Linked DNA regions of Mus musculus: region 2 is linked to region 1. A link is a contact called in public promoter capture Hi-C data. All regions are on one chromosome and are shown on one strand. The core of a region is the stretch at or near the end of the contact, and the rest is flanking DNA. Distances in the headings are between cores, read along the strand shown. Region 1 holds the start of Gpr141b (G protein-coupled receptor 141B). Region 2 has its middle 31 kb from the start of Gpr141.

The links. Promoter capture Hi-C pulls out the DNA fragments that hold promoters and counts their contacts.
Region 2: a promoter capture Hi-C map of macrophages shows a contact between it and region 1, with 7 read pairs. The contact joins the enhancer-like site here to the promoter of Gpr141b in region 1. A contact is called at or near these places in 9 of 39 promoter capture datasets (the C10 cell line, the HPC-7 cell line, embryonic stem cells and 3 more), 2 of 115 datasets of contacts at active chromatin or transcription factors (CD8 T cells and bone marrow-derived macrophages) and 1 of 9 other capture datasets (liver).

What each region holds. Positions count from the first base shown.
Region 1 is chr13:19,730,137-19,736,343 of GRCm38.p6, reverse strand. Gpr141b (G protein-coupled receptor 141B) reads left to right here and starts at 3,393. Exons shown (of 2, transcript NM_175688.4): 1 at 3,393-3,672.
Region 2 is chr13:19,852,629-19,858,835 of GRCm38.p6, reverse strand. No RefSeq gene overlaps it. Among named protein-coding and RNA genes, the nearest start is that of Gpr141, 31 kb to the right of the region's middle. Within about 2 kb of position 3,680, at least 91 of the 459 cell types and tissues checked have an H3K27ac peak or open chromatin away from gene starts, as enhancers often do. A contact at or near this core is called in CD8 T cells, the HPC-7 cell line, bone marrow-derived macrophages and 3 more, where this site is marked.

The sequences.
Region 1 (6,207 bases), core at 2,144-4,643:
GCACATGTTTAAAGATGAATATCTGTAACTCTCAGCTACCAAAGACTTCTGTGTGTCAGCTGTGGTTTTATTAATTGAAGCTCTATATGCTAGAAAATCAGCCAGAGAATAATCTTAAAAAAAAAAAAAAAAAAAAAAACTTTGGTTGACTCTAGGGATACTAAAGAGCTCTGATCTGGGCGTGTTTCTGGGGAGAAGGGGTCGGAAGGACAGTGGGCCTCCGACAGAGAGAAGAGGAGCAACTTGTATTTATTTTTCCCATTCCAAATCTCAACTTTTTTATAGTAGGAAATGTGTTCTGCCTATGTGCTCATGAGGTGGATTGAGCATGCACACACCCTTAGAAAGAAGGAAGGGAAGAGAAACCAAGAGCACACATGCCAGCATGGAGAGCTCTTGAAGTCCCCTACACCACATCCAGTGCTCAGGGTAACCTAGTCTCTGGGCAGTTATGATCAGATGGCATTTCCCAGGATTCCACAACATAAGGAGGTAAATATGTTTGAAGAGTGAGCAGTTTCTGGTTTTCTTACCAGTTGCCCAAGGACATTTCCGAACAGTACTATAGCATCTATAATGATGGTGGGCAATTTTCATTCCCTTCTTTCAGGAGCAGAGACACGCCCTTAAGAGCCATGTCAAAAGACATCTTCCATAGAAGGGTACAAGTAGCCCCTTAGAAACATTTGCTTCCTGTTTATACCTGATGAAGGCATATCGACTTCTGAAAAATGGCAGGCTAACGATTAATGTCCTTGTCAAACGTCAGCTTATAATACTAGTCGGCCATCACTGGAAAGAGGTGCCCATTGGACAGGCAAACTTTATATGCCCCAGTACAGGGGAACGCCAGGGCCAAAAAATGGGAATGGGTGGGTAGGGGAGTGGGGGAGGAGGGGAGACTTTTGGGATAGCATTGGAAATGTAATTGAGAAAAATACATAATAAAAAAATAAAAAATAAAATAAGATGTGGATAGAATATATAGACCGCTTTTGAGGCCCGGAAAAATGGCTCAGTGATTAAAAGGATGTACTTCCTAGCAGGATGGCTTATAATTGCCTGAAAAGCCAGCTTCGGGGGATTCAACCTTCTCCTCTAACTGCCACATGTTCTTGTACCCACATTAGCATATATAACCAGACACATGTGAATAAAAATAAATAAGTTTTAAAAAGAAGCCTTTTGATTCTCTGAGATTTAAAAATTAAATTATTAAATTTAATTATTTTAATTATTAAAGTCTTTCTATATGAATGTTTAATTCCATTCTAAAACTAACGTTTTAGAGAGTATCTCAAACTTTCCATATTCCTCAAGAAAACAAACAGTGGTAAGGGCTCGGAGGGATGCCGAGGGGAAAAGAACCTTAGATACTAGAGCTGCCACCATGGAATTCATGTAGATGTCTCTCAAAAAGCTAAAAACAGAACAACTATGTGATCCAGACCTACCACTCAGAGCACACACTGTAAGGAATCTGAGGCATCATGCTACAGAGACACATGCACAGCCTTGTTTCTAGCGGCAGTGTTCACCACTGCAGGAGGCTGAATCAGCCTGCATGCCTACGAACAGATGCATGATAAAGAAAGTACAGCATATCCACAGTAGTGTCTTGGTAATAGTCGTGGCAATTTCAGGAAATAAATGGGATTCGGAATCATCATGTTGAGAGAAATAAAATGTATTCAGAAAGGCAAATATTGTGTATTGTGTCTTCCCTGGCACATAGCCTGTGTGCATGCACACACACACACACACACACACACACACACACACACACACATGCGTAGTAACAGTAGGGACTGTTTGAGGAGAGGGAGGAGACATCGAAAGGAAAGAAAAAACAACAGAAGAGTGAATCTTGAAAGAAAGCCAAGAAAAAATATATAATATACATGTATTTAGATGTCACAAAAGCATCCCTTTTGTGTAGTGAATGTAAGCTAATTCAATTTTAAAAAATACAGTAGAAAATAAATAAACTGTTCCTCTAATAGAAAACCCCATGTGCTTCCTGGTGGAGTAGGGATGACATGGTTTCTGACCCTAGTTGGTCCTGCAGTGATAATGTCCTCAGCTCTGAGTTCTGGTTAAAGAAAAAGATTGTATTATCCTGAAGTAAATCACTGTTTTAGGCTGTTTTGCTAGGGATTGGTTGTTTCTCATTAAAGAATTGTCATGTCTGCCTGGAGAAGAGGCTGCATCTGATTGTGAGTGGAGACGATGTGGGGACCGCTGCGTTCCTCTTGCCCTGACAGAACATTCACGCCTTTAGCAGACGTCCAGGCCATCGGTGTGAACAATAGCTGCACAGTGCACAGCGCACAGTTTTCATTACAGTTGCTTTATTTTTATTCTCTGCTGTTGGTTGCAACTAACCTATTTCCCAGTTTTTCTTCCTCATACGAGCAAACCTCTAAACATAACACCGTTTCTATGGGAACATACTTTTGCATACAGATTCCAGGAACACACTTTATTTGGAAAAAAAATAAAGATTGTCAGATTAATACATCTACATCTAAGCTGTGACCCAGATTTTATGTTTTATGAATTAGTTTGACTTAAAAATGGAGATGCTTATAATTGGTTGAAAACTGTTTCTGTGGATAGTTATTTTCCTTTCTCTAGCTGAGTTGAGCTGATAAAAAAAAATTTCTATTTCTTAGTAAGAGCCAAAATTTTGTCTTTTGTTTAAGTTTTATTCAAACGATTAAGCAAATGGGTCTGTTACAAGTAGATTCGGTTCCTTTACGTCTTCAAAGTGATAAGCACTGTTGGACAATTGAGTATCAGCACAGGTACAGGTGATGCTTATCTTTTCAAAAGCAATTTGAAAATAGTCTCACCGATGCTCAAATGTAGGCCATAATGAGGTTGCTAGACAATAACATTTCCATTATTTTAGTTTCTGTAGCTGAATCTTGGTATGATTCAAGGCAGGTGTGTGTCTACAACCATTGAAGGTGTATCGGTCCCTTTTATCTTTCTGTGGTGCTAAGTTTACACTTCTTTCACAGTATGTTTCAATGTCTTAGGACAGCCAAGGTCAGGACAGGGGGTGAGACTGCTCGTGAAAGAAGATGGGGCCTTTGGGAGAAGCCAACCCTCTGTAGAAGCTACATTAGCAGAGGGCGGAACTCCAAAAGAATCGCATTTCCAAACAGCAGCTTGTTTGGGAGAAGGTTGCCCGTAAACCATGGAATTCGAGGAGACTTCAACAGAGAGAAAGCTGTCCAGAAAGTATTTCCCTATTCTGTTCTTATTCTGAGTACAGAACATTTGGGGTGGTACCAAAAAGAAGGATGAGAAACAGCTCTGGAAAAATCCCTCTGCGGTTTACATTTTAACTTTGCTAATAAGTCGTTGGGAGTGAAAACGAAAATCTCTGTTTTGAATCTGCCCCACTGTGGAGACAATGTCCGTTTGAGCTCACAGGCTTAACTTATCAGGACTCTGCATCTTGGCTGATGGGCTTCTTGAGCCCTCAGTGCAAGGCTTGAACTTGTCCCTCCACTCATGACCCCACTCATGACTGTGTTGACGGTTGGGCTAGGATAGTTCTGGTTTCAGCAACTGCGTTTACTGCCTGCTTTGATGTAGAACAACAGATGACCACGGTACGTTAAGTTTTCCACCAGGATCGATCACAACTAGAAGGAGCAGGCAAGTACTTTGGATGGCTGCATTTGTGTCTTGGAGGGCAGTGTCTCTAGAACTTTTGGTGCTTGGTTTTAATGAGTGAAGAAATACCCAGAATTCATAATAGGCTTTTGAAGGATAAGGTTAGAAATGAGGTTGTGGTCACTAGGTAAAGTTTTGAGAGAAAATGCAGGAAGTTCTGAGAAATAACAAAAGGCGGTGTAGGCTGGTCTGAGAAGTCAGAAAATCTGTTAGGTTCTTTTATTTATCAGTTTACTAGTTTTAAAAGCAAGCACACAACGTTCTGTTTTGTTACATTTTCATACACGTGCAGCATTATATTGTTCATAGCCATCCCCTCCCTTGCTCTCCTACACTGTCTCTTCTGCTCACCTGTCTGGCTATCTCCCATGCCTCAAATCATCCTCCTTTAAAAATGGAATACTATTTTTTTCCTTTCTTTTAAGATCTCTTTCTTTTCTGTCATGCTCTCTTTTCCCAATTTCCAGTCTTAGCATGCACACAGATCTACATGCCAACACATAGGTGTATGTATGTACATAGATTATTTTGTGTCTAGGATCTACTTGCTGGTTATGTCTTTCTGAGTCTTTTCCTGCAAATGTCAAATGTCATGATTTCAATTTTTTATATGTATGCAATCCAAGTTAGTTCTTGAAAAGAGGCATCATTCAATGTTTTTTTTATAGCTAGAGTGAAGTTTAATTACCTGTTCCATTGTTAAAGCAGTGGCTTAACAGCAGAGCTACTTGTCTTTCTCCAAACGTTCTCCTCTGCCTCAGGAGGGACCCAGTTAAGCCATGGAAATGTGCCATAATCTAGGCCCAGTTAGTTTCAAATAAAATTCGAAATTCATATAAATTTCAAAACTACTTTAAATTAGTTTCGATCTTAAGTCACATACTTAGATTTGAAAAAGACCAAAATCTAAACTCTAAATTGTGTTTAACTTGTGGATGTTAATATCGTATAAAAATATAGTGTCACATAAAAGCAGGCAAATATTATATATGATAAATGTATGTACTACATTAAAATGTTTGTTTTGACTATAAACGTTTAGATTGTTATCGAAGTCATAATGTCTTTAAGTTAACATAAAATCTTACTGAGGGCAGTGACTATGCTATAATCAACTGAATTTCTTTAAAAGAAAACAGCTATTCTTTTCAAGAAAATGGTTGTATTTGCAGAAAAACTTAAGAATCTTTAAACTTGCCATGCAATGGCTTCTCACTGAAACACAAATAATTCTACTGTGCCTCTTGTGAGGTGGGTAAGCGGCACAAGAGGACAAAAGCTACAGAACCACGCAAGAAGCTGGAGCTGTCAAGGCCCGAGTCTCATAATGTTAGGAAAGAGGTCTTGAGAAATTGTTATTGTTTAAGATAGATATTTATCAAATATATATTTGTGTAATAACAATTTTAAACATCCTAATTATCATGACACTTAAAGGTCAAGAGCTAAAGCTGCCTCTTATGGTTTAATATTTTAAAATCATGATATTTTTAATATCATCTGAAGCAAACTAGTTCACTGAATGTTTACATAAGCATTCACTGCTGCCAGCACAGCTTTCCTCCTTTCCAGAGGAAGTTCTTGAAACTGCAGTGGCCCATGTCTCTACTCAGCCTCTAAATACAGAACTGCACTGCCTGTATTTGCTGGACAGCCGCCAGCCACCTCAGTCTTCCTGCTCAGGGGACAATCTGCCCCTCAAACTCACACTTGGAAAACTGAAATAACAACCAAGCAAACCATTCTCCAAGACCATTTTACCAAAACTGACCACGCCAGTGTGGGAAAGGATCCAGGTTTCAGCAGAAAGAGCTCTAGAGATAGGCTTGTGCTAGGGAACTCATTGCTCAAAACCTGCTCTCAGAAAAAAAAAAAAAAAGAAAAAAAAGAAAAATCTCAAGGTCACCTAACACACTTTCTTGTGAGAGTAACATGATTTGTCTGGGTTTTCTCTGCATTGTTAAATGTCTGTTTGTCTGAAACTTGAGGGTCATATTTATAAATCTTATCTGAATGTGCACTGGGTTCTACTTATTCCAGCTTCACTTAAATTTGGTTAATTTCTCTATCATGAATATGTTGCCTTTACATACTATTTATTGCTTGGTAGCGGCTCAGTGTAAGCAAAAGGACATGAGTCTGGGTCCCCGGGGCCCACATAAGGACTAGGCATGGACAAATTGATTATGGACAAATAATCAATTTGTCCATAATCCCAACACTGGGAGATGGGAGATGGGTCTGCAGATTCCAGGAGCCATGAGAAACTCTGTCTCAAAAATCAAAATGTAGAGCGATTGAAGAAGATAACCTTTTGCTAACTGACCATAGGGGGCACGTGGATGAGTGTACATGAACACAGTGTGAACATACACGTACAACACACATGATTTAGTTCAATGATTGAAAGTTTGTCACTGTTTTGCATCTGATTGCAAATCTAGACATTCTCTCTCATGATATCCCATTTGTCCTGATACGTATACATGAGCATATCTGTCTATAGAAAATATAAGA
Region 2 (6,207 bases), core at 2,431-4,930, 120 kb before region 1:
GTGTACAAGCAGGACAGTAAAGCTCTGTTAAGATTCTTATAATTCCCTACACCCACCCACACTTAGAATAGTCACTTAGCTGTATCCAATTCTTCCGTTAATAAAGGCCAAATCCCTGTTGTTAGGGATAGAAGCTTGGTGGTCTTGCTGTTGAGACAGGGGCCCATATAGAGCAAGTGGGACTTGCATACAACTGAGGATGACCTTGAAGCCCCTGGTCCTATACCTTCACCTCCTGAGTGTGCCAGCTTAAGACAGGGACTCTCTAGCACACAGTAACTTTGGTGTTTCGCAGCTCTTCTATTTAAAAGTCTGATTCATGCTCTGTTGTGGGAAAGCTGATTGTCCTGCCCACTCAGTTAAAAACAATAGTATAGTATAGTATAGTATAGTATAGTATAGTATAGTATAGTATAGTATAGTATTGTGTGTGTGTGTGTGTGTGTGTGTGTGTGTAGGTAGGTACATGGAGGAAATAGAAGGGAGAAATAATGTAATCTTATATTTCTTCTTTTAAGGATTCATTTATTAATATAAGTACACTGTAGCTGTATCTTATATTTCTTTTTTTTAATTAGGAATTTTCCTCATTTACATTTTCAATGTTATCCCAAAGGTCCCCCATACCCACCCCCCCAATCCCCTACCCACCCACTCCCCCTTTTTGGCCCTGGCGTTCCCCTGTACTGGGGCATATAAAGTTTGCAAGTCCAATGGGCCTCTCTTTGCAGTGATGGCCGACTAGGCCATCTTTTGATACATATGCAGCTAAAGACAAGAACTCCGGGGTACTGGTTAGTTCATATTGTTCCACCTATAGGGTTGCAGTTCCCTTTAGCTCCTTGGGTAATTTCTCTAGCTCCTCCATTGGGGCCCGTGTGACCCATCCAATAGCTGATCATCCACTTCTGCCCACGAATCCACGACAGTAGTAAATTCTTCCTTTCCCTCCCTCCTTCCCACGCCTCTTCCTGCTGCTTGCTTTTCCCTCTCCACTCATCCTTTCCTTCTCCTTGGTTTCCTTCAGGTGCGTATCCATGTCATAGGACAAACTGTCTTTTCCTCAGCAGGTCCCCGGGAGATTTTCTTACAGTTAGTTTTGTTCTGTGCCCTCCATTGCTGATTGGTCAGAGGCCAGGAGAGAAATTGGACTGACCAGGTAAGCAAGATCCCTTCCTCCTGTATAGTGGAGTGCTTGCACTTTCTAAATGTTCTGTTGGCTCTTCATCACCCTAACCTCTGATCAGCTTTCCCTTAATTTCACAATTGAAAGTCCGTATGCAACCTGGGGATGTTTCTTTAGTGCTCAGGGAGGTCTCAAGGGTGGAACTATGGAGTCCGTTAACTAATCAGAGACAATAGTTCCAATGCTCTTCCCTGTTTCAGGGTATTTGGAAAAGTAATTTTAAAGGTTCAGTCTTCTCACATAGCAGAACATTGCTACTAGGTGGGCTCAGGTTTGGTGGGGCCGTTAGCTGTGGGAATGTACTGTTTTAAAGTCTTCTGAAAGAGAAAACATTGTCTTTCAAGGAAGTGCAAACAAGTCTATTGCAATTACTGTATTGCCTGGTTTCTTAGCTATGTTTAGGTCTCCTGTGGCAGGCTGAATGATGGCCACCAAAAAGGAATGTGTTTACCTATAGCCTGGAAGGGTAGTGTTATTGAAGTACGAGTCTCTGCAGATACAGATAAGGTAAAGATCCTGAGGAGATGCTACCCAGAGATGGTAGCCTTGTAAGATACAAGAGGGGAAATTACACAGTGAAGCCCATGTGGAGTAGAGAAAGACAGACACAAGTCAGTGATCCTGGGATACCCCAGAGCTGGAGCAAACAAGGGGAGATTTTTTTCCATAGCTCTTGCTACTGCTCTGAGTTTAATCTTCAGACCATAGGAATATTGTAGAACCTATCTCTAAGCTTTAAAAGCTATTGAGTTTATAGCAACTTGTGTCAGAAGGAATTTTGAGAGCTTTGGTGACCTCATACATGGGTTTCAGAAAGGAAGTGCTTGGACCATGATTATCTGTGATCATGGCTATCCCACATCATTCCTTTCCTTTTCTTTTTAGATTTCTGCCTTTAATTAGGGGGAATTGTGCACACATGTGCACATAACACACTTAACAACAACAAAAAAAAAACACAAAAAGGAAAGGAAGAATGGTCACCGCAAAACAGACATGACTTCACAGTCCAGTACAAGTCAAACTCAATTTATTTTCTGAATTGGCTTATGGAAGTTATAGGGCTGGATTTCATTGTCTGTATTCCTTATGCTTCATCCTATAGTAGGATTCTGCATACCTTAATATTCTAAAGACTTCAACAAAACCATCCCACATTATTTTTAGAAAGGAATAATGATCTTTTTGTTCTCATTGATGGAACATTTTTCACTTGCTCTAGCAAAAGAGGGATAGAGTAACTAGTGTGTTTTTATAAAAAGATTGAGGACTGGTGAGATGGCTCAGCAGGTAAGAGCACTGACTGCTCTTCTGAAGGTCATGAGTTCAAATCCCAGTAACCACATGGTGGCTCACAACCACCCATAATGAGATCTGACGCCTTCTTCTGGTGTGTCTGAAGACAGCTACAGTGTACTTACATATAATAAATAAATAAATAAATGAATAAATAAATAAATAAATCTTAAAAAAAAAGATTGAGAGAAGGGATATGTTTTGGTGGATGTGCAGTCAGGTGTGGGGGAAGGGTGTGCCTCTGCAGGCCCATGCTGAGGCATTCCTTCCCATGAGGGACCAGCCACAGATGGTATAGCATAAACTAGAGTTTATTCAGGGTATGTGGAGGGGAGCTGAGAGGATAGTAGAGACAGAGAAAGACAGAAAGAGAGAGCAGAGGAGTGGAGGCCAGCCATGAGCACATGGAGAGAGAGGAGAAGGGTCCAGAGGACAGAACTGGAGGAAGAAGGCAAGAGGAAAAGAGAGCAGAGGGGACAAGCAGACTCTTTTATAGCGATTCAGGCACACCTGGCTATTTCCAGGCAACTGTGGGGCAGAGCTAGACAAAATGCTAATAGTGATTTTCTTTTTGACAATCAGATCAGATTTGTAGGACCAAGCATGCATTTCTTCCTTCAATCTCATAAAAAAGGCGTTGGTTCTCCCCACAGCATCTGTGCCACCGTTACTCTCATGGACATATCTTGACAGAGCAGTGACGGTTACATTTCACAGCGTCCATGGCTGGGTAAGACTGTTGGCCCTCCACCCCGAAGAACTCTGCATAGCACGTTTCATTACTCTGAGAGCTAACAAACAAAGATGAAGTTCTCCATGTCCTGTGACCAATGTGTATGGTGGTTTTAGAAACTGGACTTTACCACCAAATTCTGGTGAGCAACCAAGATCAATAGCAACAACCTGTATTGTTTTGGGGTGTCTCTGGGACATCTCTGACCAACAACTCAAGAGGGAGTTATTTCATCCTTGGCACTGGTCTTGACAAACTCATGGGCCTCAGAGAACTTATTGTTATTATTGTGCTAAATAAACAAAGTCTCAAACTGCTCTGTAAATTTATATCTCTTTACCCATACATAGATTAGTGTCGCCTTTCAGACCTCGGCAGAGAAGTTTTTTTGGTCAGTGGATGAAAAGCCTTTGGCTAACTGAACTAAGTCATAAGAGGAAATGCTTAACGGTCGGTCCTCAAGTCACGTCTGCTGGAGATGACTCAGTGCCTGCTTTCCCCACGTGGTTTGTCTCCAGTTGTCATAGAGTTTTATTACAAACAACAGCCTGCTTTTTTCCCCCCAAATACTTTTAGACTTCCATGTGTTTTGGGGAAAGTAAAACTGAATTCTTTAACCCATTAACACGAGCATGGGTGCTGTTTTCAGGTTTGCCTAATAGCTCTGAGCCTGAAGAGAATGTTAGCCTTGCGGAACTAAGATCTCTGATATCAGTGTCTGTAATGTCTCTCAAGTCATCAAACCACTAGTCAGTTTAACCAGTGAATCCGGTTGCTAAACCACCATACACATTGCTCACAGCACACAGAGAGGCTCCTTCCCTGCTAGCTAGTATCTCATAAGGATAGACAGTGCTAGGCAGAGTAGGGCAGGCAGGTGGCTGGTGTGTGTGTGTCTGTGTATCTGTGTGTGTGTGTCTGTGTGTGTGTGTGTGTGTGTGTGTGTCTCTGTGTGTGTGTTTGTATGTCTCTCTCTGTGTGTAGTTAGTTTTACCTAGCTCTGAATGCTGTGAACTGCACTAATGTCTGCTATGTCGAGATATGTTCATGAGTGTATACAGCAACAAATGCTGTGGGGAGAACTAAGCCCCCTTTAAAATTAGATTTAAGGAAGAAACACATTAGCTGCGGGGCAGATACAGTCTCTTTGCTATTAGAGATAGAATCTTTTACCACTGATTAGCAGATTATCATAGGCAGTAAAGCAAATTATGCTTAGAGTCACAGAATCTAAGCAGGCAATGCAAGCTTAAACACTCTTCTGTATTTGGTAAGTAATTAAAATGAAAATTTCCTTTCTAACAAATCATACTGGTTTAGGCTGGCACTAATACATAGCAGAGGAGATAGAAAACAGGAAGTGGTCAATCCCCGTAGCTGTAGCTGTCCTTGTTAACGAGTCTTTAGGAAGACTTAATCTTTAGACAAATTTACAGTCTAGTGGAAAGAGAACCTTCTGGCAGCCTTCCCCTGCTGCTTCTCATACATCTGTTGGGGATTCAAAACAAATCCTCCATAGAGTGATAATCCTCAGGACATTTGGGATTTCTGGTTTAGAGGCTTGTGCATCTGGGAAAATGGCAAGTCTCTTGTTTATGACTTAGGTGTGGCCACAGAGATCATGGAAGAATTCTTTGCCAATTTCTTTTAAATGGCATTCTTAATTCTCAGCATCCTGTTAAGTTCCACTGTAAATCAGGCTCCTTGGGAGCACAACTCCATATTGCCGTGGTTACTTCTGCTCTTCTGGGATCCACCTCAGTGCATTATGTGGAAGAAGCTTTTCCTGGTGGTGTTGGCTGCAGTGTGAAAGCTTGGGGAGAGTTTTATCTTCAACAGCCCCAAATGAGATTCCTGAAGATCTTCAAAATCAACAGGACTTGTTTGTATCTGTCATACAATTATTTCTTGGCCTTACATAAGGAGATATTCACTTCCAAAACATGAATGTAAATTCTTTGTGTATTTAAGAAATTGATACAGACAGACTTTCTTTGAATCTACCTAAGATCTAGCTACCTTCAACTAAATGACAGTCACTTTTCAGAAAGAGCACACCTCTACAAGGCCTCCACTCCACAACCCTCCTAACAAAACACAATGGGGAAACAGAGGCAAGGTTTTGAATTGATCCTGTGAGGATGGAATGGGGCTAAAATGACAATAGGAATCAGCACCATTTCAGCATCCCTCTACTCTGGGGCATCAAACCTCCTTAGGACCAATGGCCTCCCTTCTCATTGCTGTCGGGCAAGGCCATCCTTTGCTACATATGTTATCTGGATCCAAAAATCCCGTTAGGTGCACTCCTTGGTTGGTGGTCTAGTCTCTGAGAGAACTGGGTGGTCAGGCCAGCCAATGTTGTTCTTCCAATCCCCCTCTGCTCCTCCAGGCCTTCTGCCAGCTTCCCGACCAGGTTCCTTGAGTTCAGCCTGATGGTTGGCTCCAAGCATCCGCCTCTGCATTGGTCAGTTGCTTGCCGGACCTCCACAGGAACTGCCACACTTGGTTCCTCTCCGAAAGGGACTTTTAACCACAGCAACAGTGTTGGGTTTGGTGTCTGCAGACATGATGTATCCTCAGGTGGGGCTGTTCCCCAATTGGCCCTTCCTTCGGTCTCTGTTCCATTTTTTGTTCTTGTTCTTCCTTTGGACAGGAACATTTCTTGGTTAAAAAAAACTTTGAGGTAGGTGGGTAGCTCCATCCCTCGACCAAGGGTGGTGCCTATCTACTGGAGGTGGTCTCTACACGTTCTGTCTCCTTCTTCTCTGAATATTATGTCTAAAGTCAATCCCATTGTCTCCTGGGAGGCTCATGTTTCTCTAGTGTCTGGGACTCTCCAGTGGCTCTCCCAGTTCTTCATCCTCCCTTATAACTAATTTCTGATGTCCAGACCCTCTGTACCTCTCTCATGTCTCCTCCAGATTCTGATACTGCCACCCTTCTTATTTCCTCCTCCTTTCTCCCTCCCTTGTCTCCTTCTCTTTCTATC